Linked DNA regions of Mus musculus: regions 2, 3 and 4 are each linked to region 1. A link is a contact called in public Hi-C and HiChIP or PLAC-seq data. All regions are on one chromosome and are shown on one strand. Each heading gives the region's core, a stretch centred on a gene start, on an enhancer-like site or on the middle of the called end of the contact. The rest is flanking DNA. Distances are from core to core; before and after follow the strand shown.

What was found. Hi-C and Micro-C count contacts between places; a contact is called where the count stands out from the background. HiChIP or PLAC-seq counts read pairs in DNA pulled down with a chosen protein or histone mark.
Region 2: a contact with region 1 is called in a Hi-C map of the N1E-115 cell line, with 10 times the contacts expected there. The contact joins the enhancer-like site here to the promoter of Nsun7 in region 1. A contact is called at or near these places in 8 of 39 promoter capture datasets (the 3T3-L1 cell line, frontonasal cranial neural crest, hippocampal neurons and 4 more), 1 of 15 datasets of contacts at CTCF or cohesin (embryonic stem cells), 25 of 484 Hi-C or Micro-C datasets (the HL-1 cell line, the N1E-115 cell line, the STO cell line and 15 more), 9 of 115 datasets of contacts at active chromatin or transcription factors (craniofacial prominence, embryonic basal ganglia, embryonic forebrain and 5 more) and 1 of 9 other capture datasets (pancreatic islet).
Region 3: a contact with region 1 is called in an H3K27ac HiChIP or PLAC-seq map of microglia, with 6 times the contacts expected there. The contact joins the enhancer-like site here to the promoter of Nsun7 in region 1. A contact is called at or near these places in 1 of 15 datasets of contacts at CTCF or cohesin (pro-B cells), 7 of 484 Hi-C or Micro-C datasets (the AtT-20 cell line, Th2 cells and embryonic stem cells) and 2 of 115 datasets of contacts at active chromatin or transcription factors (memory CD8 T cells and microglia).
Region 4: a contact with region 1 is called in a Hi-C map of embryonic stem cells, with 5 times the contacts expected there. The contact joins the enhancer-like site here to the promoter of Nsun7 in region 1. A contact is called at or near these places in 12 of 39 promoter capture datasets (the C10 cell line, cranial neural crest, embryonic stem cells and 5 more), 5 of 15 datasets of contacts at CTCF or cohesin (the NIH/3T3 cell line, embryonic stem cells, pro-B cells and 1 more), 55 of 484 Hi-C or Micro-C datasets (the 63-12 cell line, the AML12 cell line, the C2C12 cell line and 17 more) and 14 of 115 datasets of contacts at active chromatin or transcription factors (craniofacial prominence, embryonic basal ganglia, embryonic hindbrain and 5 more).

Annotation. Positions count from the first base shown.
Region 1 is chr5:66,256,223-66,262,430 of GRCm38.p6, reverse strand. Nsun7 (NOL1/NOP2/Sun domain family, member 7) reads right to left here and starts at 2,533. Exons shown (of 13, transcript NM_001302833.1): 1 at 2,110-2,533; 2 at 1,187-1,590. The coding sequence starts at 1,502.
Region 2 is chr5:66,693,171-66,699,378 of GRCm38.p6, reverse strand. No RefSeq gene overlaps it. Among named protein-coding and RNA genes, the nearest start is that of Uchl1os, 20 kb to the right of the region's middle. Within about 2 kb of position 3,353, at least 2 of the 459 cell types and tissues checked have an H3K27ac peak or open chromatin away from gene starts, as enhancers often do. A contact at or near this core is called in the N1E-115 cell line, where this site is marked.
Region 3 is chr5:65,829,669-65,835,876 of GRCm38.p6, reverse strand. It overlaps a transcript of N4bp2 not described here. Among named protein-coding and RNA genes, the nearest start is that of Gm3521, 25 kb to the left of the region's middle. Within about 2 kb of position 3,501, at least 35 of the 459 cell types and tissues checked have an H3K27ac peak or open chromatin away from gene starts, as enhancers often do. A contact at or near this core is called in microglia, where this site is marked.
Region 4 is chr5:66,651,362-66,657,569 of GRCm38.p6, reverse strand. The region is part of intron 1 of Uchl1os (ubiquitin carboxy-terminal hydrolase L1, opposite strand); the gene reads left to right. Among named protein-coding and RNA genes, the nearest start is that of Uchl1, 22 kb to the left of the region's middle. Within about 2 kb of position 2,864, at least 37 of the 459 cell types and tissues checked have an H3K27ac peak or open chromatin away from gene starts, as enhancers often do. A contact at or near this core is called in the C2C12 cell line, nephron progenitors, uterus and 1 more, where this site is marked.

The sequences.
Region 1 (6,208 bases), core at 1,284-3,783:
CTATAATTTCTATCAATGTAACAGACTTGTGACGTGGAAGATGTGTGTCGCAGGGCCGAGTGCAGGAAAACAGTGCACGATGTTGCCAGTGTTGCACTTGTTCTTCAGGACTCTGCAGAAACAGTCACCTCTGGCAGCCTTCCGTATGGTGCAGGAAGCACTAACTTTAGATATCTAAAGTTATATAGCACTCTTACTCTGAAATATCAATTTAAATAACAGCTATATTTTATTCGATGTATTCTATGTTTTGGGCAGGTGAAGGAAACTTGACACCCATATAGATAAAAATAAAAATAAAAATAAATAAATCTACAAAGATACACACACGCACACACACACACACACACGTTGACAGCTCTGCTCAGAGTAGACATATCTGGTTATGTCCTATCTACAGTTATCCTTACACTTGGGAGTTGGCAGTTAACTACCATGAAGGAGCTCTGGAGATTTGAGTCTAGCACTTTGGAGGCAAATTAGAAAGGAGAATCCTATTTACACTTGGCACTCCAAATTAAAGCTATTGGCTAAGAATTGAATAACCCTTTTCGGGTTGACTCAGTTGAGGTATTTACTGTTTAAAGATTATGCTTTTCTTCTTCTGTCTCTCTGCTGTCTCCCTTGGCGCTGTCACACCTCGTGAACATAAAACACAAGGTGCAAGCACACACACACGAACTCGGTGGAGCTACATAGAGGGAGAGGGGATGAGCAAGGGAAGCGCCCCCTCTTCCCATTCATGGACTTGTTCCCTGGTTTCTTTGCTGTTTGTTCTTTTCTTTTTCTTTTTGAGAAGGGCCTGGCTCTATAGCCCATCCTGGCTTGGAACTCCAAATCCTCAAGGCTCAGCCGCTGGGAGTACAGGCCTATACAACCATGTCGGCTCCTGCTCTTTTTAACGACCCCACTATACCTATCTAAGGGCAAATGCAGTCGAATTCTCTAGTCCCCCTTAGGACGCCTTCATTTTTAGACTGTTGTGATACACATATGTTTGAGGAGCTAGGCTGCATTCCATTAATTCCCACTCCCACCCTCCACCCTACCCCCAACCCCCCACCCCCGCCTCCTGAAACAGAATCTCACTTTGTGGCCCAGGTTGGCCTTGTACTACGTATAAGCCACCGTGCCTGGCTTTTCCATTTTCTTTTAGCGCTGCTCTTTAGGAACTGCTATTACTTACACTTCAGGGTACTGAAAGCCAACTCATAGGACAAGCGCTGGAAAGATTCATCCTCGGAGCGGGAGGAGGAGGGCTGCAGGGGTTCACTTCCGTAATTTATTATGACTTTGTCTGGCGACCTTTGGATCCGAATACCCTGAAAAATGTTCGCTGCCGTAACGTACACGGAGTCTGGGTAGCTGGGTTTTTCTAGGACGACGGTTGAAGAGTTTGTATTGGCGACTACATCCCCCGACATCTCCAGGGAAGCGAGTTGGGAGATCTCCTCCATGTTTTCTTGGTCAAAAAGGTCCCTTTCACTCGTTGGGTCCAGCATGTTTGCCCCTGATGTCAATAACTCAAGCTTCAAGTTCAAATCATGTGGTCCAGGGAGATCTCTATCCTTGTAGTCTTAAGCATCGTCTCTGAGAAAAGAGAAGGTTATCTTAGTAAATCTCTGTATCTACAGCACCTATCTTAATTCTCTCTCTCTCTCTCTCTCTCTCTCTCTCTCTCTCTCTCTCTCTCTCTCTCTCTCTCTCTCTCTCTCTCTCTCTCTTTTCGAGACAGGGTTTCTCTTTGTAGCCCTGGCTGTCCTGGAACTCACTCTGTAGCCCAGGCTGGCCTTGAACTCAGAAATCTGCCTGCCTCTGCCTCCTAAGTGCTTGGATTAAAGGCATGCGCCACCACCGCCTGGCTTGATGTCCCCTTTTTTTGTGACCTTAGAGACATGACATGTACTAGCCCATCGGAACATCCCATACTTCCAACTGCAATGAAAACTTGCACAGGGGGTGGGGGGAGGGGGGGAGACAGCTGGAGAACCTCACCACCACAACCACCAGCATCACCACCACCAGCACCCTTTGTCACAGCCCATTAAGGACAGACCCACTAGGTCCCCCTAAGCATCCCGGCATCCCAGGGAGTAAAGGTCCTATCACCTTCTCCGCGAATCCGCCCTTCTCTGGGGTTGGGATGTTTTCCGGGGCTCTGGGGCTGAAGACGCGGCAGCCTCTGCACTTGGGGCGATGGAGGAGGTAACAGGCCCTCGGGAGCCCCGGGAAGCCGCGGCCCGCGGAGGCCGTTTGGTTTAAGTGCAGCCACACCACCCACCGGGTTCGGCCGGGGGAAAGCGCTCGGCGCCCGCGCCAGCTACGTCCAGGGTCCCTGAGGGAGACGCTGCCTCCTCGGGGCTCGCCCTCGCGCTCCGGGGACACTGCTCAGGCCGAGCTCTCGGCTCTCTCCGGGTCCCTGAAAGAAAGCGGAGCTCTGGGTCCCTAAGGGGACACTTCTCGTGACCGTCCCGGAGCTCGTGAGGCAGCCCTAGTGGGTAAGGCAGCAAGGAGCAAGGAGCTGGGTCCACACTGAACCCTGGATGCGGAAATCGGGTCCCTCAGGGTGCCCGGATCTCCATGGCAACGGGAGGGGGCGGGGGAAGGGCTCTGCGCCAGGCTTTCCCAGTGGGAACTGGTAGGGGTGACTCTTCACCAGTTTCTTGTACTCCTGTGGGCAGTTGGCAGCCGTTCAGCCCCACTTGGAAGCTCAGGCCAGGGTTCCTGAGCATTCTGGCTTGGTCTCCTTCTTTAAACACTTAGAGATTGAAGTAGGTGAAGTAGTTCCGGCGGTTTAACTCTCAGGCACCTGAAGCCCGTTAAAATGGAGATGGCTGGACCCATCATCAGGGATTCTGAGTCTAGGCATGAGACTCAAAAATTCGCTTTTCTTTTCTTTTCTTTTCTTTTCTTTTCTTTTCTTTTCTTTTCTTTTCTTTTCTTTTCTTTTCTTTTCCTTTCTTTTCTTTTCCTTTCTTTTCTCTTCTTTTCTTTTCCTCTTCTCTTCTCTCTCTCTCTCTCTCTCTCTCTCTCTCTCTCTCTCTCTCTCTCTCTCTCTTTAAATTTTGTAATCCCTGTATCCCTGTGCAATTAGCCCAAAGGCCATGGTATGGAGGACTCATGCATCTGCTAGCAGTATCTTACCAACTCAGTAAATCTTTGAGAAAGGCAAGGTTTCTGGTAGGTGGCCCCTGTTGCTCATCCCGAGTCCACTTGTAGGCAGAAGGGGGAGGAAGACAACATGCCCATGCCTTCCAAGGACAGGGCTGGAAAGATGCACACATCATTTTGCTTGGTTTCCACTCCAGAATTAGTCACAGAACATGCTTAATAACAAAGGCTGGGGAATGCATCCAACTAAAACTCAAGGGAATTCCTGTAAGCTGGGTGTGGGGGGGGGGGGATTCATAATGACAGAAAGGCGTTGTCCTGTTATATGCATACCTCTTCCCCCTGATTTGAGCAAGTGTTTATTAAATCTTACTTTCTGTTTGCCATTGTGTTCAGAACTGAAAGCAGAAACCAAACAGGACCAGGGACCTGCCATCACAACTGTGACAGTTGGGGAACTCAGATCTTGGCAGCCTTCATTTTTTCATTATTGATATCTGTGTACATACCTATATCTGTGTACATACCTATATTGATTGACCTTCTCTATTCTTTCCAGATATAAAACACACACTCTAAAATAGTTCTGCTAGACCTTTTTTTTCCTCCATTTTTAATTAGGTATTTACTTCATTTACATTTCAAATGCTATCCTGAAAGTCCCCTATACCCTACTCCCAACCCCCACCGCCACGGCCCCCACCCCCACCCCGCTCCCCTACTCACTCACTCCCACTTCTTGGCCCTGGTGTTTCCCCTGTACTGGGGATATAAAGTTTGCAATACCAAGGGGCCTCTCTTCCCAATGATGGCCAACTAGGCCATCTTCTGCTACATATGCAGCTAGAGACACGAGCTCTGGGAGTACTGATTAGTTCATATTGTTGTTTCACCTATAGGGTTGCAGATCCCTTTAGCTCCTTGGGTACTTTCTCTAGCTCCTCCATTGAAGGCCCTGTGTTCCATCCAATAGCTGACTGTGAGCATCCACTTCTATGTTTGCCAGGGATTGGCTTAGCCTCACAAGAGACAGCTATATCAGGGTCCCTTCAGCAAAATCTTGCTGGCATATGCAATAGTGTCTGTGTTTGGTGGCTGATTATGGGATGGACCCCCAGGTGGGGCAGTGTCTGGATGGTCCATCCTTTCGTCTCAGCTCCAAACTTTGACTCTGTAACTCCTTCCATGGGTGTTTTGTTCCCAATTCTAAGAAGGGGCAAATTGTCCACACTTTGCTCTTCTTTCTTCTTGAGTTTCATGTGTTTTGCAAGTTGTATCTTGGGTATTCTAAGTTTCTGGGCTAAAATCCACTTATCAGTGAGTGCATATCATGTGAGTTCTTTTGTGATTGGGTTACCTCACGCAGGATGATACCCTCCAGATCCATCCATTTGCCTAGGAATTTCATAAATTCATTGTTTTTAATAGCTGAGTAGTACTCCATTGTGTAAATGTACCACATTTTCTGTATCCATTCCTCTGATGAGGGACAACTGGGTTCTCTCCAGCTTCTGGCTATTATAAATAAAGCTGCTATAAACATAGTGGAGCATGTGTTCTTATTACCAGTTAGAACATCTTCTGGATATATTCCCAGGAGAGATATTGCTGGATCCTCCGGTAGTACTATGCCCAATTTTCTGAGGAACCGCCAGACTGATTTCCAGAGTGGTTGTACCAGCTTGCAATTCCACCAGCAATGGAGGAGTGTTCCTCTTTCTCCACATCCTCGACAGCATCTGCTGTCACCTGAATTTTTGATCTTAGCCATTCTGACTTGTGTAAGGTGGAATCTCAGGGTTGTTTTGAGTTCTGCTAGATCTTTATCTTCATTTTATCACACACCTCTCTTTTTCTAAGATGCTGAGCAAGAATGCTACGGTCACAGAGATAACAAATATGGAAGGCCGCTTGGAGGTCAGGATATGTTTTACTGTGTATCTACTACACAGTGTACAGTCTAATCTGCAGGGGATGTGAGATGCTAGATAGCTATAAAGTTTTAAGTATTGTCTTTCGGACTATTGTTTGAGGAACTTCTTTTTATACACTTGTTCAATATGTGGCTCTTGGCTGTACTGAAAATGATATTGACTAAGAAAAGCCATACTCCTTAAGCAGAACTTAGGCAGGCAGCTGTGTTAGTAAAGTCATGGTTACTAGTTATTTTAATCATGTGTGTAAGGGATTTTAAGCTTGCTTCCTTAGCTCTTCTGGCTTACGGCCTCATTGTGATCTTGCTGTACTGGAAGTGAAGGCTACAGAAAAAACATATTAAATTTCAGTGTACAGCACAAACAGGTAACCATAGCAATAAGTCTATGCATTCAGTTGTGGTGAAAGTTGTATAATAAAAACAGGTAGTCTTTGTCTAAATTACACTCTGTAACATGATCAGAACATTAAGATGGAGATGATACAGAATTCAGAATTAGACAGCTAGGGCTTTCTGCCTGTTAAAGGAACCTAAAGAATGGTTTCCCTCAGGAGGTAGAATATTTGAAATATTGACTGAGAGTACTAGGGGGCTAGAGAGATGGCTCAGAGGTTAAGAGCACTGACTGCTCTTCCAGAGGTCCTGAGTTCAAATCCCAGCAACCACACGGTGGCTCACAACTCTCTGTTATGAGATCAGATGCTGTCTTCAGGTGTGTCTGAAGACAGTTACATGTAATACAGTACTTACATGTAATAAGTAAACTCTAAAAAGATATAAGTAGACTGAGAGTTCTAGTGTAAATTATCCATGTAATATTTGGTTATTTAAATTTAATGTGGACATAGAAAACTATGTCCAGGAGCTGGAGAGATGGCTTAGTGGTTAAGAGCACTGGCTGCTCTTCCAGAAGACCCAGGTTCAATTCCCAGCACCTACATGGCAGCTCTCAATTGTCTGTAACTCCAGTTCCAGGGGATCTGACTCCCTCATACAGATATACATACAAGCAAAACACACATGCACACAGAATAAAGTTTAAAAATATTTAAAAAGAAGCCGGGCGTGGTGGCACACGCCTTTAATCCCAGCACTCGGGAGGCAGAGGCAGGCAGATTTCTGTGTTTGAGGCCAGCCTGGTCTACAGAGTGAGTTCCAGGA
Region 2 (6,208 bases), core at 2,104-4,603, 440 kb before region 1:
TCTGCTTCCCACAGATTTCTTAGGAACGAGTCTCTAGTCAAATTAGGTAGTCCACAGCGACAGAAATTTGTACTAAATTCTTTGTTGTGGTAGCAAGGGGCAGGCCCCACGTGCATTTGGTGCTCAGAGCCAGGCTAGGCAGGAGACAGCCTCCCTGATGAAGCCCGAGTGCCACATTAGATGTAGCTTTCCAAAGTCCCTCTGGGGTGTTCTGTAGATTAAAACCCTGTGCACAGTCTTTTGAATCTCTAGATACTAACTTCTTTGCTTGTTGTTGTTGTTGTTTTTTAATCTCATGACCCTCATTGGATCACTACAAGATATACACATATCCCAAACCATTATACTACCCCCATAAATGTGTACGATTATGAATCAGGGCAAATTTTAAATAAAAGCAGAGTAGCTGGGCAGGTGGTTCAGTCAGCAACGTGTTTGCCACATAAGCATGCGCCGAGTTTGTTCCCTAGCATCTGTCTTGAAGGACAGACAGGGTAGGAGATGCTTATAAACCCAGCACTGGGGAGGTGGAGGCAGGAGGATTCCCGGAGCTTCCTGGCCAGTGAGTTTTGTCAAATCAGGGAGCTCTCAGTTCAGTGTAAGATTCTTCCTCAGAAATAGAGTGGGAAGTGAGGAAGACACGTGACACAAGCCTCTGCACAGATACACACATGCACACATATATACATACACTACACACACACACACTCACACACATAATATACCATACACACACACTACACACAGGCACACTGGGCACATACACACACATATACACACACATAAACACACTATACACACATATACTTGCACTATACACATGCATGCAATACACACATACGCACACATATACTATATGCAACATACACATATATACAGACATAAACATACTATCTACATACAGTATACATACACATACACACATATATACACACAGTTATACACACATGTAAACACACTAACAAACACTATATACACTACACACAAATAGAAGTATACACACACACTACACACATATATACACACACATGCACACATAAACATACTGTACCCATTACATATACTCCACATACATAAACATATGCATATACTATACACACACTACACAGAAATAGATGTACACACACTCACACACAAGAGAAGAAAGAGCTAGGGATGTAGCTCCATTGACAGGACTTGCCTGGCACGCATGAAGCTCCAGGTTCACTTCCAGCATCATATGAAACAGGCTGTGATGGTACACGCCTGCAATCCTGTCAAAGTCAGCCTAAAATCCACACATCCCTGTGTGGGGTGGGGCAGAGACCAGTCAGGCATAAGACACGGGATTTAGAACCTAAGAATGCTTTTAGTTTCTGAGTCTTAAATCAAAGCCAAAGCCAAAGAAAGGGAAAAAGAGGGGAATGCTAGCTGTAGTGCTGGGGCAAATACTTCCCTAAAGACCTATTTAATTTATCAAAAAATGTTTTGAGATGGGGTCTCATTAACTCAGTCTGGCTTCACACTCACAACAGATCCGACTTCCACCTCCCGGGCTTTGAGATTATAGGCTTGTGTGATCACACTCGGCTCTACAGAGATCTTACACTTTAATACTCTACAGGTGATTTCAGCATTTCCCAATAAGACAGATCTGAATACAATACTTTACTTCTTCATAAAATTGATTATGTAAAACCCATCATTTGGGGGATAAAAATCTAATTCAATGTCAGCAGAGTATTATTAATCATTAATCATGCTAGCTTTTAAAACACATACAGAATAGTGCATCTTGTTACACCGTTTTCATGTATCTTCATTCCTGTTGATCCTCCTCCCCCCAGCCCTCTTCCCCATTCCCTCTGTATAATGGACTTCTGATTTGAACTTATTATTGTTCATTTTGATTTTACCATAAAATAATAAAACTTGGCAGAACTATGAATGGCCCAGCAAAAATATCCAATCCTCAGGGTTCATGTTGGCTAAAATATATCTAGACAAGATCATCTAGCCCAAAACACTGGGCAAAATGAGGGTGGTGTCCACACTGCTCCTCCTGGTTACTTCTGCTTGGCTACAAAAATGCCATAGGTTTTCCTGTACTGCCACCTTGTGGCCATAATGAGCATAGCTTTGAATAAGTCATTTAATGTACTTTGGATGTAAACAGAGAATTTAGGCTTAAGATTCTCTCTCTCTCTCTCTCTCTCTCTCTCTCTCTCTCTCTCCCTCTCCCTCTCCCTCTCCCTCTCCCTCTCCCTCTCCCTCTCCCTCTCCCTCTCCCTCCCTCTCCCTCTCCCTCTCCCTCCCTCTTTTCTCTCCCATCTCTCTTCTCTCCCCTCTCCTCCTCTCTCTTTCCCTTTCTCTCTCATCTCTTTCTCATCTCTCTCCCCTCTCCTCTCTATCCCTCCCTCCCTCTCCCATCTCTCTCTCCTCTCCTCCTTTCTCTCTCTCTCTCTCCCTCCCTCTCCCTCTCCCTCCCTCTTTTCTCTCCCATCTCTCTTCTCTCTCCCCTCTCCTTCTCCTCTCTTTCCCTCTCTCTCATCTCTCTCCCCTCTCCTCTCTCCCTCTCTCCCATCTCTCTCCTCCTCCTCCTTCTCTCTCTCTCTCTCTCTCCCTCTCTCTCTCTCTCTCCCCTCCCCCCCCCCACCCCTGCATAATGTCTGGTTGCTGGTCTCTGAATCTGTTACCATCTGCTGCCAGAGGAACCCTTTCTGATAAGCCTTGGATAAAGCTCTGATTTATAATTGTAGAAGATTATCATTAGAATTGTTAGTTGGTTGGTTTGTGATCAGTAGTTGTTAGATTTTATTCTAGGTCTTGTTTGTTTGTGATCAGTAGCTGTTTGGTTTTATTCTAGGTCTCTGAGCTATCTAGTCTCTGGTTCTCTGTTACCCAAGCAGTGTTTTGTGTGGGTTTCTTCTGGAGTGGGCCTTAGGTCCAATCAGACACTGGCTGGTTGCTATGCCCACAAGTCCTGTGCTACCATTGCCTTAGCATATTCTGCAGCAGGATAGATTGTAGGTGGAAGGTTTTGTGGCTGGGATGGTGTTCATGTTTCTCTCTAGGTAGCCTGCAGAGTGTGTTCCTTTACCAGAGAGACTAGAACACAGGGGTTAAGACTCCACACGGGCACAGCTTGGCTTCTCCATGCTCAATGAGTTGTGTGGGTGTTGTCTTCAGCAATGTGGCCCTGTTGCCAGTTTTCAGAGAGCAACCTTTTGTCTCAGCATCAGTGTGGGGTGTTTGGGGATTTCCATGGGACCCCCTTGGCCAGCAATTCAGGTGAATACAACCTAGTCCTGCCACTGGATGCCTCACCTGGGTACAAAAGATGACCAGCTGAGACTCTGCACCCCTCATTACTAGTACTCATTAGGACCACCTAAACATGCAGGTCTCCATCAAATCCCTCCCTTCAGAGCTCAGGGGAGCCGGTGGAAGAGGAAGCAGAAAATGTAAGAGCCAAAGGGGGTGGAGGACACCAGGAGAAGAAAGCCCTTTGAATCATAATCAAAGTGCATACGGGCTCCCAGAGACTGAAGCAGCAGTCACGGGCCCACAGTGGTCTGCACTAGCTATCAGCTGAGCATCTTTATGGGATTCCTGACCATGAGAATGAATGGGCCTGTGACTCATGTGCCTGCTCTTGGGACTCTCTTCCTCCTGTGGGGCTGCCGTGTTCAACTTCAATATGATAGCTTTTGTTTCATCTTATTACATTTTGTCATGTTGGTTGTTGTCTCTTAGAAGCCTGTTCTTTTCTAATGAGAGTCAGAAAGGGAGTGGGTCCGGAGGCGAGGGGAGGGGAGGGGAGGGGAGGGGGGAGGGGAGGGGGGAGGGGAGGGGGGAGGGGAGGAGGAACTGGGAGGAGTAGAGGGAGGGGAAACTGTAATCAGGATATAGTGTATGAGAAAAGAATCTATCATTTTCCTAATTTTAAAAATATTATTTACATCGGTGTTCTGCCTCCAGGTATGTCTGTGTGAGAATATCAGGATCCCCTGGAACTGGAGTTAAAGACAGTTGTGAGCTGCCCTGTGGGTGCTGGGATTTGAACCCCAGCCTCCAGAAGAGCAGTCAATGTTCTTAACTGCTGAGCCATCTCTCCAAACCCAGCATCTTTTTTTTTCAATAAAAGAAAACAATGGGGGGGGGAGCCTAAATTTGTATTTAAACATCCGAATGCTAGATATTTGAAGGTTTTCCTGAAACTATTAGAGACATTTTTGTTCTATTAGTTATATATGAGTCTCATTATATTTTCATATGCATATAGAGTGTATTTTGATCACATGGCCCTCTCCTCTCTCTTCTCGCCCTGTCCCCATCACTTCCTTCTTCATCTTTTCTGTGCTCTAAAGAGTTTAACTGGCTTAGCTTACGGAGCACGGCTGAGAAGTACTACAGATATTTTCATTTCACTCAAAGCAAATAAACCCACGAGCCCACGTTTTAAAAATGCTTTTGGCCCCATCGTTCAGATTTCCAGTTAAACAATTCCCTTGTTAACACTCAGCACCACTGGCCAGGCTCACCGTGTAATACCCCGAGTAACCTCGGAATTCTCCAGAGGTCATCACGGGACACAGCCCCTCAACCTTGAGCCAGAACCGTGGGCTGAGGCAATCTTCTTTTGTCTATAACTTAAAACACAAACCAAAACAAAGAACAAAACCCAAACAGGGCTGGCGAGAGCTCAGCAGTTAAAAAGCAGGTGCTGCTCTTGCAGAGAACCCGTGTTCAGTTCCCCGGCATCCATGATCTTCTCCTCTAGTCTCTATGGGCTCGCATGCATACACAGACACACATAAATAAAAAAAAAAAATCATTTTTCTTTACTTTTTTTTAAGATTTATTTATTTTATATATATGAGTACACTGTAGCTGTACAGATGGTTGTGAACCTTCATGTGGTTGTTGGCAATTGAATTTTAGGACCTCTGCTCACTCAAGTTCCTGCTCCCTCCGGCCCAAAGATTTATTATTATACATAAGTACACTGTAGCTGTCTTCAGATTCACCAGAAGAGGGCATCAGATCTCATTACGGATGGTTGTAAGCCACCATGTGGTTGCTGGGATTTGAACTCAGGACCTTTGGAAGAGCAGTCAGTGCTCTTACCTGCTGAGCCATCTCACCAGCCCCAACAAATCATTTTTCAAAAAGAAATTAAAAATCTCTACCCTCAAAAGTGCAAATAGCTCTTGACCCTTCATCTTACGGGAGACTGAATGTGCCATCTTACCATAAATGACACCATTGTGGGTTGTGAGCTATGAGTTAGGAACTTGGAGGTTTTTTTGTTTTGTTTTTTGTTTTTCTTTTTTCTTTTCTTTTTTTTTTCTTTTTGGTTTTTCGAGACAGGGTTTCTCTGTGTAGCCTTGGCTGTCCTGGAACTCACTTTGTAGACCAGGCTGGCCTCGAACTCAGAAATCCTCCTGCCTCTGCCTCCCAAATTCTGGGATTAAAGGCGTGCGCCACCACACCTGGCTTGTTTTTTTGGTTTTTGTTTTTTTTAAGGTATTCTGGTAAGGAACCTGGTCTGGTTTGGGGTCCGCAAGATGTTCAGCAAGTAAAAGTGTTTGCTGTTTAGCCCAAAGACCTGAACCCACAGAGTGGAAAGAGAGAACTAACTCTCAGAAGTTTGCTCTATGTTCTCCAAAAACATGCCACGGTGCACACACACGTGTATGCATGTGCGCACACACACACACACACACACACATACACACACATACACACTTTACCTTTTGAGGGAGGGGCAGGATGTAGCTATGTTGCTCAGGCTAGTCCCCAAACTCCTAGGCTCAAGGGATGCTCTTCCTCAGACTACCAGGGTGTGCACTATGCTCAGCTCTCAATTTGAACAGTTTAAGTCACATCGAAAAGGTTACTCAAGACATGGCCACATGCACAAAGTCCTACATGTATTCTTCTTGCACAATCCTGTGGGAGACGGGTGGCCCTGACATCCATCCCACCCTGCAGAACTGGGTGTGTGTGTGTGTGCACACTTGACACCAGGCAATCAGATTACACAAGGAGTTCACGGTAGCAAAAGCATGCCTGTCTCCCTGAGGATGATAACCCCAGTTGAAAAACCAATCAGGTAAACAAAGAAATGCTTTAGAAAGACCACACCATTCGAAGAGGAAAAAAAAAAAACTGTGTCAAATTAGCGGCTGGGTCATTATCTAACACGGTAGATGGGCAGGAAACT
Region 3 (6,208 bases), core at 2,252-4,751, 430 kb after region 1:
CTAATTCCCCTCCCCTGAATGCTAGAATTGCCAGTGTGCACTCCCTCACCCAATTCCCTGGCAGACTCTTTCCTATACAGCCCAGGTACCATAATTACTCTTCATTGTCAACGTGATTGCGGTGGCCATGGAAACACTGTCCTGGGAATGTCTGTGAGGGTGCTGAGGTTCAACTGAAGACTAAAGATTTCCCCTTAGTTGTGGGCTGTCGCAGACTCTCTGGGCCCCTTTGTCTGTGTGGAACGGGTCTCTAGTCATGGGTGGATAAAGTGTAGGATGAGTGACAAAATAGACACACACAGGAAAGTTTGTGTGGAATCTGAATGTAATGTCAAATCGAGCATCAGACTTTTTATGTAAAAGACAGTAAGGAAGTTGGGTGACATATTTGTAAGGTACAAATGAGGTAACCGGATGCTTAATGACTCTGACACAGAACAGAGGAATGAAAACGCAAAGACTGGCAGGAGCTGGGCAATAAAATAACTGAGACAGAGTCAGCCCTATCTAAGGTCAGCTGTAGTCTTAGAAGCCAGGTGTGAGAACTTTTCACTCCTAGGGCAAGGGCTTTCACACCCAAATCATGGTTCTAACTAGGGAGTTCCGTTCTAGCTAACCATCTCATGAATAATGCAATACTCTAAAACCACAGCCCGATCTACTTTCTAAACCATTGTAAATTTTTGTATATGGGAGCGACTTGGCTTTTACTGATAGTGTAATACCAGAGGCTATTTTGAATGTCACTGTCTAGCTTAAGGACATTCTAGGACTGTAGGAACACTGGCGGAAGGCTTTAGCTATGTTAGAATTTAATCTTAAAAGGCACTTATAATAGGAAAATACTGAAAGAGAGCACGTGGATCTATACTCTAGACTAACGCGGGAATGGAGAATTAAGATAATGTCAGACTCTAGGAGAAGAGCTTTCTTGAAACTCTTTTTGCCTCATGAGCAGCTTTTAGGCATCCCTGCCTGACAGGCTGACTCGACCGGAGTACACACACACACACACACACACACACACACACACACCCCGCTGTGATGAGCTGCACCTTCAGACTGTGAGCCAAAATAAAGCCCCTTCTTCCCTAGCTTGCTTTATCACAGCAGCAGGAAAAGTAACGGCTACAAGCCAAACATCGGGTTTGTCGGGGGCTTGTCATGCTGCAGAGACTATGCTTAAACTAGCGGACAAGTGTTTCCCCAAGATCCCTAAGTAGCTGGGACGAGGCACACAACTGCCCCCAGTGTATCTATCTCTTCTCCCCAGTGTAGCAGATATGGACGTCACCTTCTCCTGCTCCACTTCTAATGAGCTTGCTGTGCTGCAGGGCTGCAAAACTTGCTTCCCAGACCATGCCTGCAGATGAAGCTCTCTACGGAAAATCGGCCTTGCTGAGGTCTGGAAGTAGTAAGGTCCAGGGCACCTCTGTTGCTATTGCTTACTCTGCTGAGAAATCACGTAGCAGAGATGTCTCCGTTTTCTGCAAACCTTTTCTGATATGTACTCAGGGTAAGCTAGAAACATCTGTGGTGGTAGCTTCCTTCCTGGTGCCTCACCTTCAAATCTAGCCACGGTAGTAGCTACTAGGCAGGTTAATTCTGCAAGAACTCATTCCAGACACAAGCCTACCTACCCTCCACTTCTTTAAATAACCCACTGACAAGAAAAAGAAGAAAAAGAGAAAGAGAAAGAGAAAGAGAAAGAGAAAGAGAGAGAGAGAGAGAGAGAGAGAAAGAGAAAGAGAAAGAGAAAGAGAAAGAGAAAGAGAAAGAGAAAGAGAAAGAGAAAGAGAAAGAGAAAGAGAAAGAGAAAGAGAAAGAGAAAGAGAAAGGAAAGGAAAGGAAAGGAAAGGAAAAACGTTTTCAGTTGGACACAGTGGCACATCTGCAGTTCCTACATATGGAAGGCAGAAATGAGAAGAACTTTAGTCTAGGCCTCCTCACGTGATCATGTCTCATAAGAGAGAACAAACCAAAAATCCTACCACAACCAAAAACTGTCTATACAGTTTTAAGTGTATTCAAAAGTAGGTATTCAATATTCAGCCCATCTTCAACAGTTACTAACTTACATCCAAACGGATTTTGGTTTTGAGGCAAGATCTCCCCCATACCATCCAAACTCCAAATTATTGACCCTCCTGACTGCCAATCCATGCTTGAATCCACGTAGATCCTGAGCTATATTAGTGCATCCCCCACCACCTATTTTCAAGTAAATCTCTACCGTGTCATTTCTAGCATGCACTTTGTAAAGCAGCAAACCTTAAGAGTTCAGCATGACCACTACCCACTCAGTGCTCACACTGCTAAAGTACCGTTTATTGTAGTACATTTTGCTTTGCTGAGCCAGAACCCACAGAAAGAGGCAACTGGCTAACATATTTCAGCCTTTATGTCTAAGTCCTCCCTTCATCGGTGTTCTTCTCTGCAACTGGTTTTGAAGAAACCATCTGGGCTGGAGAGATGGCTCAGCAGTTAGGAACACTGACTGTTCTTCCAGAGGTCCTGAGTTCAATTCCCATCACTTTTATAGATGGCTCACAAACCATCTATAAAGTGATCAGACGCCCTCTTCTGGAGTGTCTGAACATAGCTACAATGTGTGTGTGTGTTTTAAAAAACAAAAACAAAAAAAAACCTATCTTGTTCACTTCCCACTCTATATTTTGGTGACTGTGCCCGATAGTCTGCTTGACCTAGTTCATACTTCAGTCTTCCAAAATTCCTAAACATTGCTGGGTATAAAGGCTTCATTCTCCAAGATGCAAGTGAGTTTTCTGAGCTCTGCGTTAGCCTCAGCCAGGCAGCTAACAATGGCGTGACTAGTTTGGGAACACTTAAATGCAGTTCCTATCTTGAAAGATGTGAGGGGTTGAGGGGGGTTGAGGGGGGTTGCTGCTTTTTGACCACTATGGGGTGGGTATGTGACTTTCAGCTGTTCATCTGTGAAAACCAAAGATTAACCAGTGGCAATGGTCCTTGCCAGCTCCTGGGGTGGGGAAACTAGTTATCTGACCTATTCTCATCCCTTCAAGGACAAAGTGTCCTTCAGGGTGCTAATTTAGAGGTCTCTTATTAGTCTCTTATAAGTACCAAGTTTTCTGGGCTTTCAGTTGTTTTCTGAGGTACCTTTGGCAAAGGGCATTTCCACCTGGCCTTGGCAGCACCTTCTACCTACTTGCTAATTATACCATGTTTTTAGAGTGTTAATGATTTCATTCAGAATTTGTAGCTTTCCCAATTCCCCCAGTGGGTCAGTCCAAGTATGTACAAAACACGCTCATATCTCACATTAAATAGAAAAGGCAGATGTAACAATTCCAGGAGCGTGACTAGATAGATTAGCATCCTCCAAGGAGCTCTGACCGAGCTCTGGCAGGTCACGTAGCTCCTTCCCTAATGAAGGCCACAAGGCTTCCCCTTGTGGTGAAGTAGGACTGGCTCCCACAGTAATACTTTCATTTTCTTTAGAGGATACCCTAGATTTCTCAACTCTCGGAAAATTGTGTCCACTACAGTACACGTCACTCCTGACACAACTTCCTTTGTTATACCACTGATACAATGAGAATGCAAGCTACAGGCCTCAAGGCAAGGTGTTCAAAAGAAGCGTGGCTGTCTTAGACATGTCTCACTGCTTCTTGTTTAAAAGAGTATTTATCTGATGTCATGGGAAAGAAAATATCCTCAGCACCACTTCCCAGTACCCTTTAGATAAGGGGCCTCACTACCACCCCGCTCCACCTCACTTTACAGCCTGCAGCTTCCTGCATCTGACGGAGACAGGCCACTGATGGGTTACACTCACTGTCATTTCTCCACCCTTACGTAATGAATATGCTTATACTGTGAAACTTCAGTGATATTAAGAGCTAATATCTCTTCAGCTATTAAAACTAGTGAAAGAAATTGTGACAAGTGTGGCCCCAGGGACAGCGCCAGATCCCAGCAAAGGCAAGTTAACGCACATAAAGACAAAGACTTCTAAATGCTTCCATCTTTCCCTCATTCAGTTACACATTTGTAGCAGGAGAGCCGTGGTTAAGCTCCCCCACCATCTAAAACCGTGACCTCCTCTCCCCAGTTCCTTCTTCATAAGCAGGCTCGGAGTCCTCAGATACAGAAGGAAACCTAGCTCTTAGCCTGTTTTACTTGTTGCAAATCACACGCACCAAATATTGAGCTTTTTGACATGATATAGTTAAAAGAGGAGGCATAAAGTAACATGCCAATGGGTTAGCTAGGCAGTATCACCAGGAATAGTCTACAGGCTACACCCAGGTGCTACCACTAAGTTGTCAAAAGTGATCCTGTTAGCAGTCAAATGATGAACCCGGAATCAATTTCCTCAGCCATTGCTAAGATTACTTGAATGCTTAAAATCAAAATGCATAACATTGTGGGTTATCCTTATTACTCTTTAGTATTTGGAAGTTATCAATCACCTGATAAAGGAATGCATCAAGCACTAATTTCTACTTATCTGTACATATATCATGGTAAAAATGACAAGGCAGAGAGTGATAGCTATTCTTTCTTTCAAGAGGATACTCAAACCTTAGCTAAATATAGGCAGTCTGAACCAGATACTTCCCAGACTTGATGTAGGTGCACGTGACCTCATGACTACATTCTGGCTAATAAAATGAAAATTGAAATGTACTACAGAGCTTCCAAAAAGCACCTTTCAAAGCGCTGGCACCTGCCCACTGCCACCCTCCCATCCTTTCAATAAAATGACAAAAAATTAAAAGGACCTTAAATTCTTCAAAACAGTCATGGATCAGAGAGCTCACACCAGTCCTAGATCTTTACCTCTGGCATTTAGTATCAAGAGAGAAATAAGCCATTGTTATGTCTTATCCAAAATACTTGGTTACTCATCTCTCCAAAATACTGGCTTTCTCTGGATACAGGACAAAGGCAACTCCATAAATGAGAGATTTTCAGACATGTTAACCAGCCACCCCTCCCCTCTTTTCTTTTTTTTTTTTTTCTTTTACTTTTTATATTCTTATTTGAGATAGGGTCTGACTATATATAGCTGTTCTGGAACTTACTATATAGACCAGGCTAGCCTCAAACTCAAGAGATCCTCCTGTCTCTGCACCAGCACATCAAGCTCGTGTCTCTCTCTAAGGACATATGCAGCTGTTACACACTAGGAATCAGATAGTCTCGGTTGGTGTTGTGCCTCTGCCACTAACTGGCAAGTCAGTAAACTTCTGTAGTCCTTATGTCTCTATCCATTGAACTGGGGAAGCACCATCTATGTAAGAAGATCCCCTAGAGACCCACATGTAGGCATATATGAAAGTATTAGGCAATATGAATCACTATACACATATTAATTGCTGAGACTATAAGACAACTGTGAGTAGAAACTATATTACACTGTATTTTCAGTAATAAGTGCTCAGTAAATATTTGTTGAATAAGTATGCTAACATCTTCGATAACTTATTCTTTTTTTTTTTTTTTGAGCTGAATGAAGCTGTTAGAGAATTGTTTGTGTTCCTAATGAGAACAAATAACTCCAAATTTTGATTGTCAGTCAAAAGATGCAAGGGTGTGAAGAGAGAAGCTAGCCCACCTTTCTTGTCCAAAAGTGAACCCACTTGCATAAGCAACACAAGCTGGCACGGTTGTCCAGAAGTGTAGATTTTATGACACTGTTCCCAGAGAATCACAAAGACACATCTTTAAATATTTAAGCCACTAAACCGACCACATCAAACAAAGGATTTCTTCACACTGGACTGTGATGAAAGCATTTTATTAAATTAATTGTGTAATTTGTAAATGGTTTCATAAGAAATTTTAAAAGCAACGTTATAAACATTTTCAATAAAAAAGTACAGAGTTGACAGCAAAAAAATCACATTTTTATAGTACAAATAAAAACATTTTGTTTCTGATATACCATCTGAAAATCTTATAGTCTATTCTTCAACTGCTAGCTGCAATGTGGCACTTTAATGAGACAGAGGGGGAATTCAACAAAGCAGGTTCATCACCTGACCACGGAAGTCAAGCTCAAATGTGAGGACAGTGAATGAACTCCGGCATCATCTAACTGAGGTTACGAAGGCTTCAGGACACAGGTGTGTTCGAGCCTCGTTTCTCTATTCGCTTCTGTAAGGAGGCATCAAGTAATACTGTAAACTTAAATCACACTTTAAAAATCAGCACCATTAAC
Region 4 (6,208 bases), core at 1,615-4,114, 390 kb before region 1:
TTCCAGTCTCTTGCCTACCTCCTTTCTGAAGCCCAGCACTGCCGGCTTTGTCCTTTCTGATAAAGATGCAGGCTAAGCGTCACTTCCTTTTTCTCGCAGAGGAGAAGGTGCTGAAGTGACCCCCTTGGTGGCCTAGCCACAGCAGGTCACCAGCTCGCTGATCTGCCCGCCTCACCCTGAGATTTCCCAGTCTGGCTAGAATTTATAACTAGCGTGGCATTAATTATTGAAAGTCCTTCTTTGGCGCTTTTTAAAAAACCATGCTTGGCATCTTTAGTCCATAATGTCTCTTTAGAAGCGAGGTTCTGACATCTAGATATTTTAAGAAATAAAAATAGCACAGCTAAAACGATGCAGAACGCCAAGAAATTGCTGCACTTAGTTCCCATGGTAAAGTCAATTTGCCTCCAATTTCCGACCCTCGGAGGTCTGTGAGGAGCAAGAAAAGGATGAACACAAGAGATGAAATTCAGCAAAACCATGGGCTCTCAGTTCCTGCCTCTTCATGCAGAGTGCCGGGCCAGGCTGGAATGACAGAGGAGAAAGCCAATGACAAGACATGTCTTCTACACTTACAGTTTGATCAATTTTAAGATAAACCATCAATTTTATAGCTACTTTTCAGGGGAAGCAGGTTCATTCAATTTTTTTTAACAATTGTTTAAACAACAACAAAAACGTCTATATATTTTAGAAGCCAGACAACACAATGTTGTTTTGTTGTTGTTGTTGTTGTTGTTGTTGGTTTGGTTTGGTTTGGGGTTTTTTTGTTTTTTTGTTTTTTTTTTTTTTCAAGACAGGGTTTCTCTGTATAGTCCCGGCTGTCCTGGAACTCAACTTTGTAGACCAGGCTGGCCTCGAACTCAGAAATCCGCCTGCCTCTGCCTCCCAAGTGCTGGGATTAAAGGCGAGCACCACCACTGCCCAGCATTGTTTTGTTTTTTAAATAAGCTCTTCACAGTTTAGTGGTGTTCAGGGTAGCTGGCCATGTGCATTGCTCACAGTGAACTTGAGTTCCTGAAGTGAGGGCTGAGGACATGGGCAAACACAGTGACATTGATAGCAGGTAACAAGAGCTATATTCGGTACAAGAAAATCTCTATATATTTATTTGTGTATATGAGTATGTGTGTGAGAGAGAGTGTGTGTGTACTTGGGTGTGTGTGAATGTGTGTGCTTGTATGTATATTTGTGTGAGTGTATGTGTGTGAGTGTGTGTATGTGTGTGTGAGTATGTGTGTAAACCAAAGGTTGATGTCAGATTTCTTACTTGATCACTCCCCGTTTTATTTTTTTAAACTTTGTCATTTTGTCTAGACTGCCTGGTCAGCCAACCCTCACCTCCTTCTGTCTTTGTCTCCGGGATTTAAAAGTGTATGGCCATGCCCGACTCTTATGTGGGTACTGGGATTTGAACTTAGGTCCTCATGCTTGCACGACAAGCACATAGTGGAGCCACACAGTGGAGCTTGATCCCGTCCTGTGGTCCCCGGTTCTTCCTGGGAAGCAGGTGGCCAACTTCAGGGGTTCAGATGTAGATCAGGTTAACTGACTTCTTACATCTCAGTTTTCTCAAGAGAAAAAATGAAGATCACATGACCTCTGGGTTTCTTCCAGCTCTGAGATGCCTAGGACCTCAAGCAGCAGAAGATTAGAAATGTCTGAACCCCTGCCAGGCATGGTGGCGCACGCCTTTAATCCCAGCACTCGGGAACCAGAGGCAGGCGGATTTCTGAGTTCGAAGCCAGCCTGGTCTACAGAGTGAGTTCCAGGACAGCCAGGGCTACAGAGAAACCCTGTCTTGAAAAACAAAACAAAACAACAACAACAAAAAAGAAATGTCTGGACCCCTTTACATGAAAACCTAAGTTAATGAACCTGAGTTCAGTTCCCACATCCGTGTAAGGTGGCTCACAACCCAGCTCCCAGGAGCCCAGTGACCACCCCTGGCCTCTGTGGGCACTACACAGGAGCCCATACACAGATACACACACACAATTTTAAAATAGAAAAATCTGTTTTTAAAAGAAGATTAAGTTAAATCTGTGATGGTCTCCCCTAATGTGCACATTCTGTTTCTGAAGTATTGGCCAAGTGTGGTCAATGAAGTACAATGAGACACTCTGAGGAAAGTATATTCACATACGTTTTATACGGTGTGTTATAATTGCTATTTTTATCATTAATTTCTGCCATTAATCTTCTGCTCTACCTAATTTATGAATTAAATTTTCACATAGATTGGCATGTATAGAAAATCAAATAAAGAACGAACACTGTACTTTTTAATTCCTTAACTTTGGCCATTAGACCCTTTTTATATCATTGGTATGGGACAGACGGGAATTGCCAGTTAAAATTGGTTTCTGACATGTGCTTCTGAGCCAGGTTGTCTGTTTTCTTTTATAAGAAGGTTAGTATGTGAGGAATATGATAAGCAAGTGGTTTTGTTTTTTTTTTAATCTATAAATGCACCATGGAGAGAGATTTTTATTTTCTTGAGTAGTTGAGTTCTAAGATCTAACAAAGCATTTTTTTAGTGAAGAAAATCAATGTATAGATGCATAGTGCCTTGTTCCTCTCTGGCTATTTAGTGGTCTAAACAAAGGAAGCAACCTAAAACAAAATAGCGTGTGGGAGCTGGAGAGGTGGCTCAGTGGTTAAGAGCACTGGCTGCTCTTCCAGAAGACTCAGGTTCAGTTCCAAGCACCCACATGGTAGCTCACAACTGTCTGTAATTCCAGCTCAAGGGGATCCAACACTCTCACATAATACCACTTCCAGGGTAGCCAGGACTATACAGAGAAACCTTGTTTCACAAAGCAGAACTCAACCAACCAACCAAACCCCCTCCACATCCTGTCTAAAACTGGGGAAACTAAAAAGGAATCCATGCTTAGGTAGAAGTAGTGAAACTGCGGAGCCCTATAAACAAAAGGTTTTTAGAATCTGCCATGCAGAAAGCAGAATGAAAACATCACCACTGACTTTAGCAGCAGCTAGGAAACCAGACGCCAGTGGGACAGCATCTCCCACAGGCTGGGAGTGGTCTGGAAATGTGCCACATTTCACAGAGTGTGTGCACAGCGCACACAACGCCCTGGATCTGTCTCTCCAACAAAGCTGAGCGTAGTGATGTCATCCTGCAATCCCAGTACCTCAGAGGTGGAGGCAGGGGGACCAGAAGTTCATTCTCTGGTACATAGCGTGCCAGAGGCCAACCTAGGATACATGAGATCCTGTCTCAGAAAACAATTGCTTAGAGAATATAACTGCCACCCTGGAATTTCACATCCATCCAAATTATCTTTCAAAACAAAGGGGGGAAAATGTACATATAAACAGGAAATACATTTACTATCAGTTACAGTGAATTAGAATTAAGGAAGAGAATAATCCAACAGATGGTCTACGGAAAAAGGATTAAAGTAATGTGGGTCTCTCTCTCTCTCTCTCTGTGTGTGTGTGTGTGTGTGTGTGTGTGTGTGTGTGTGTGTGTGTGTGTGGTTCTTTGTTTGTTTTTTTGTTTTTTTTTTTTTTTGAAACAGGGTTTCTCTGTGTAGCTTTGCCTGTCCTGGAACTAGCTCTGTAGGCCAGACTGGTCTCAAACTCACAAGAGATCCATCTGCCTCTGTTTCCCAAGCACTGAGACTAAAGGTGTGTCCCACCACCATTCGGCTAAAGTGATGTTTTTTTAGAAGCATGTATAGAACTCCAAATAAATATTAGTTGTGTAAAATAGCTTTTATTTTATGGTATTAATAAGAAGCTAATATTTAGAATACTGTTCTGCATAGGAACATAGTATATTGAAAATAAAAATATTCAAAGGTCCTTAATTGTTCTGGCAAGGGCCAAGAAATTCAAAATTAGAGCCAAATAACTTAAATGGTCATAGTAGTATTTCAAGGAAGATTAATAAAAGGTCTGTAAATTCAATCGATTAGAGATAAATTTAAAAAAAAATGTAATCAACCCCTCCAAAGACCAGGATCTATGAAAAAAAAAAAAAACAGTGAAAGTCCAGAACAAGTTGGGACGAAAAGGTAAAATGGTCAGAGAGACAAATGCAAAGGAACAAGCCAGATGTAAATGAACTAGGCGTACAAGTGTTGTACAGTTAGATTTTCCAAATGGATGCTATTTTGGATCATACCTCAAGCATTCGGATATGGCCAGATTGAAAGTAAAAGAAGGGGGCTGGCGGTATGGCTCTGACTGCTCTTCTAGAGGTCCTGAGTTCAATTCCCAGCAACCACCTGGTGGCTCACAACCATCTGTAGTGAGATCTGGTGCCCTCTTCTGGCCTGGAGGCATACATCCAGGCAGAAAGCTGTATACATAATAAAAAAAATAATAAATAATAATAAAATAATAAATAAATAATAATAAAAGAGAGAAGAGAAATTTATTTAAAATATTAACCAGAGAAAATTTATTAAAAAATACTGTGTGCTCCTAATAAAGTAGCCTCAAATAGACCAGGGGAGAAACTGAGTGAAACAGATCGACTCGCCCCACCCTGTGAGTCTAACAGATAATACAGGGCAAGTACTGGTCAAAAGCCTATGGATTTGGTGCTGGTGACATGGCTCTACAGGCATCGTGCTTGCCACCAAATCTGGCAACCAGAATTCAATCCCCTGGACCCATAGAGTAGAAGAAGAAAACTCCCACAAGCTGTCCTCTGACCTCCTCCGTGACAGGCCGTGGCTACATCCACATTACAGACAAATAAATATAATCTTTTAATGTTTTGAAAGCCTTGCCGATTTATTTACAAAGACACCATAGAAAAGTCAGTTTACCTGGCAGGCCTTCCTGATTTGTGCGGCCTTCCACACACACCCTGAGGCACGCCCCCCCATCTCCCCACCCCTGCAGCCCCCTCCTGCACCCCCCCCCCGCAGCCCCCACCTGCACCGCCCCCTGCAACCCCCTCCTGTCGCTTCCCCTCCCCACAGCCTCCTCCTGCACCCAACCCCCCCCCCGCAGCTCCTTCCTGCAGACCCCCCCAGCCCCCTCCTGCAGCTCCCTCCTGCAGCCCCCCCAGCCCCCTCCTGCAGCTCCCTCCTGCAGACCCCCCCAGCCCCCTCCTGCAGCTCCCTCCTGCAGACCCCCCCAGCCCCCTCCTGCAGCTCCCTCCTGCAGACCCCCCCAGCCCCCTCCTGCAGCTCCTTCCTGCAGACCCCCCCAGCCCCCTCCTGCAGCTCCCTCCTGCAGCCCCCCCGCAGCCCCCTCTTCCACCCCACCCCACCCCCAGCCCCCTCCTGCCACCTCACCCCACCCCAGCCCTCAAGTAGGTTACAGTCCAGGGCTTAGGCCTCTCTTACACATTAGCATTTCCAGACCTTTCACCTTCTTCTAGGTCACTTTGAGGCCTTGGGAAGAGCTCTCCCTAAGCCACCTAGCCCAGTGTCCCCTTGTGCTTACTCAGGCTCAGCTCATCCTGAAGTCTAGCCCTCCTTTCCTGTCCTCATCCCAGTCCCAGTGCTGCAGCCTGTTGTTTGGGGTTCTGTCCTTCGTTTGCAAGATGACACTTCTGCACCTTGAAATCAGGAGGTGCCACTTCAAGGGCAAATGGAACCGGAAGGTGAGTGCTCTCTCCAGGTCAGCCTCTTGCTTGAACCACAGCAGTTAGGATTAACAAGTTTAACAAGCTCTTGTGGTTTGCTGCCATTAAAAAAAAAGGTGTATATGGCTTGCAGAGGTCAGAGAAGCGTTGGGTCTTCAGAACGGGAGTTACAGATGGTGAGCTGCCGTATGGATGCTGGGAATCAAACAAACCTAGGTCTTCCGGAAAAGCTTCCAATACTTTCCATCTCTGAGCCATTTCTCCAGACCCGTTTGTTGCCATTTTTGACACCTGGCAGTTCACCAGCTCAGGTGAACGGGCATATAAAAGAGCAAGTGTGTGTGTGTGTGTGTGTGTGTGTGTGTGTGTGTGTGTGTGTGTAGAGAATACATGTGCGTGCTGACCACAATTAAGAATATTAATCTAAGCCAGGAGGTGGTGGCACATGCCTTTAACCCCAGCACTTGGGAGACAGAGGCAGGAGGATCTTTGAGTTCAAGGCCAGCCTGGTCTACAGAGCCAGGACAGCCAGGGTTACACAGAGAAACCCCGACTCAAAACAAAACAAAAAACTTTGTAAAGTGGAGGATGAGGCCGTGAGTTCTAATCTCTAGCATGCACGGGAGAATCCAG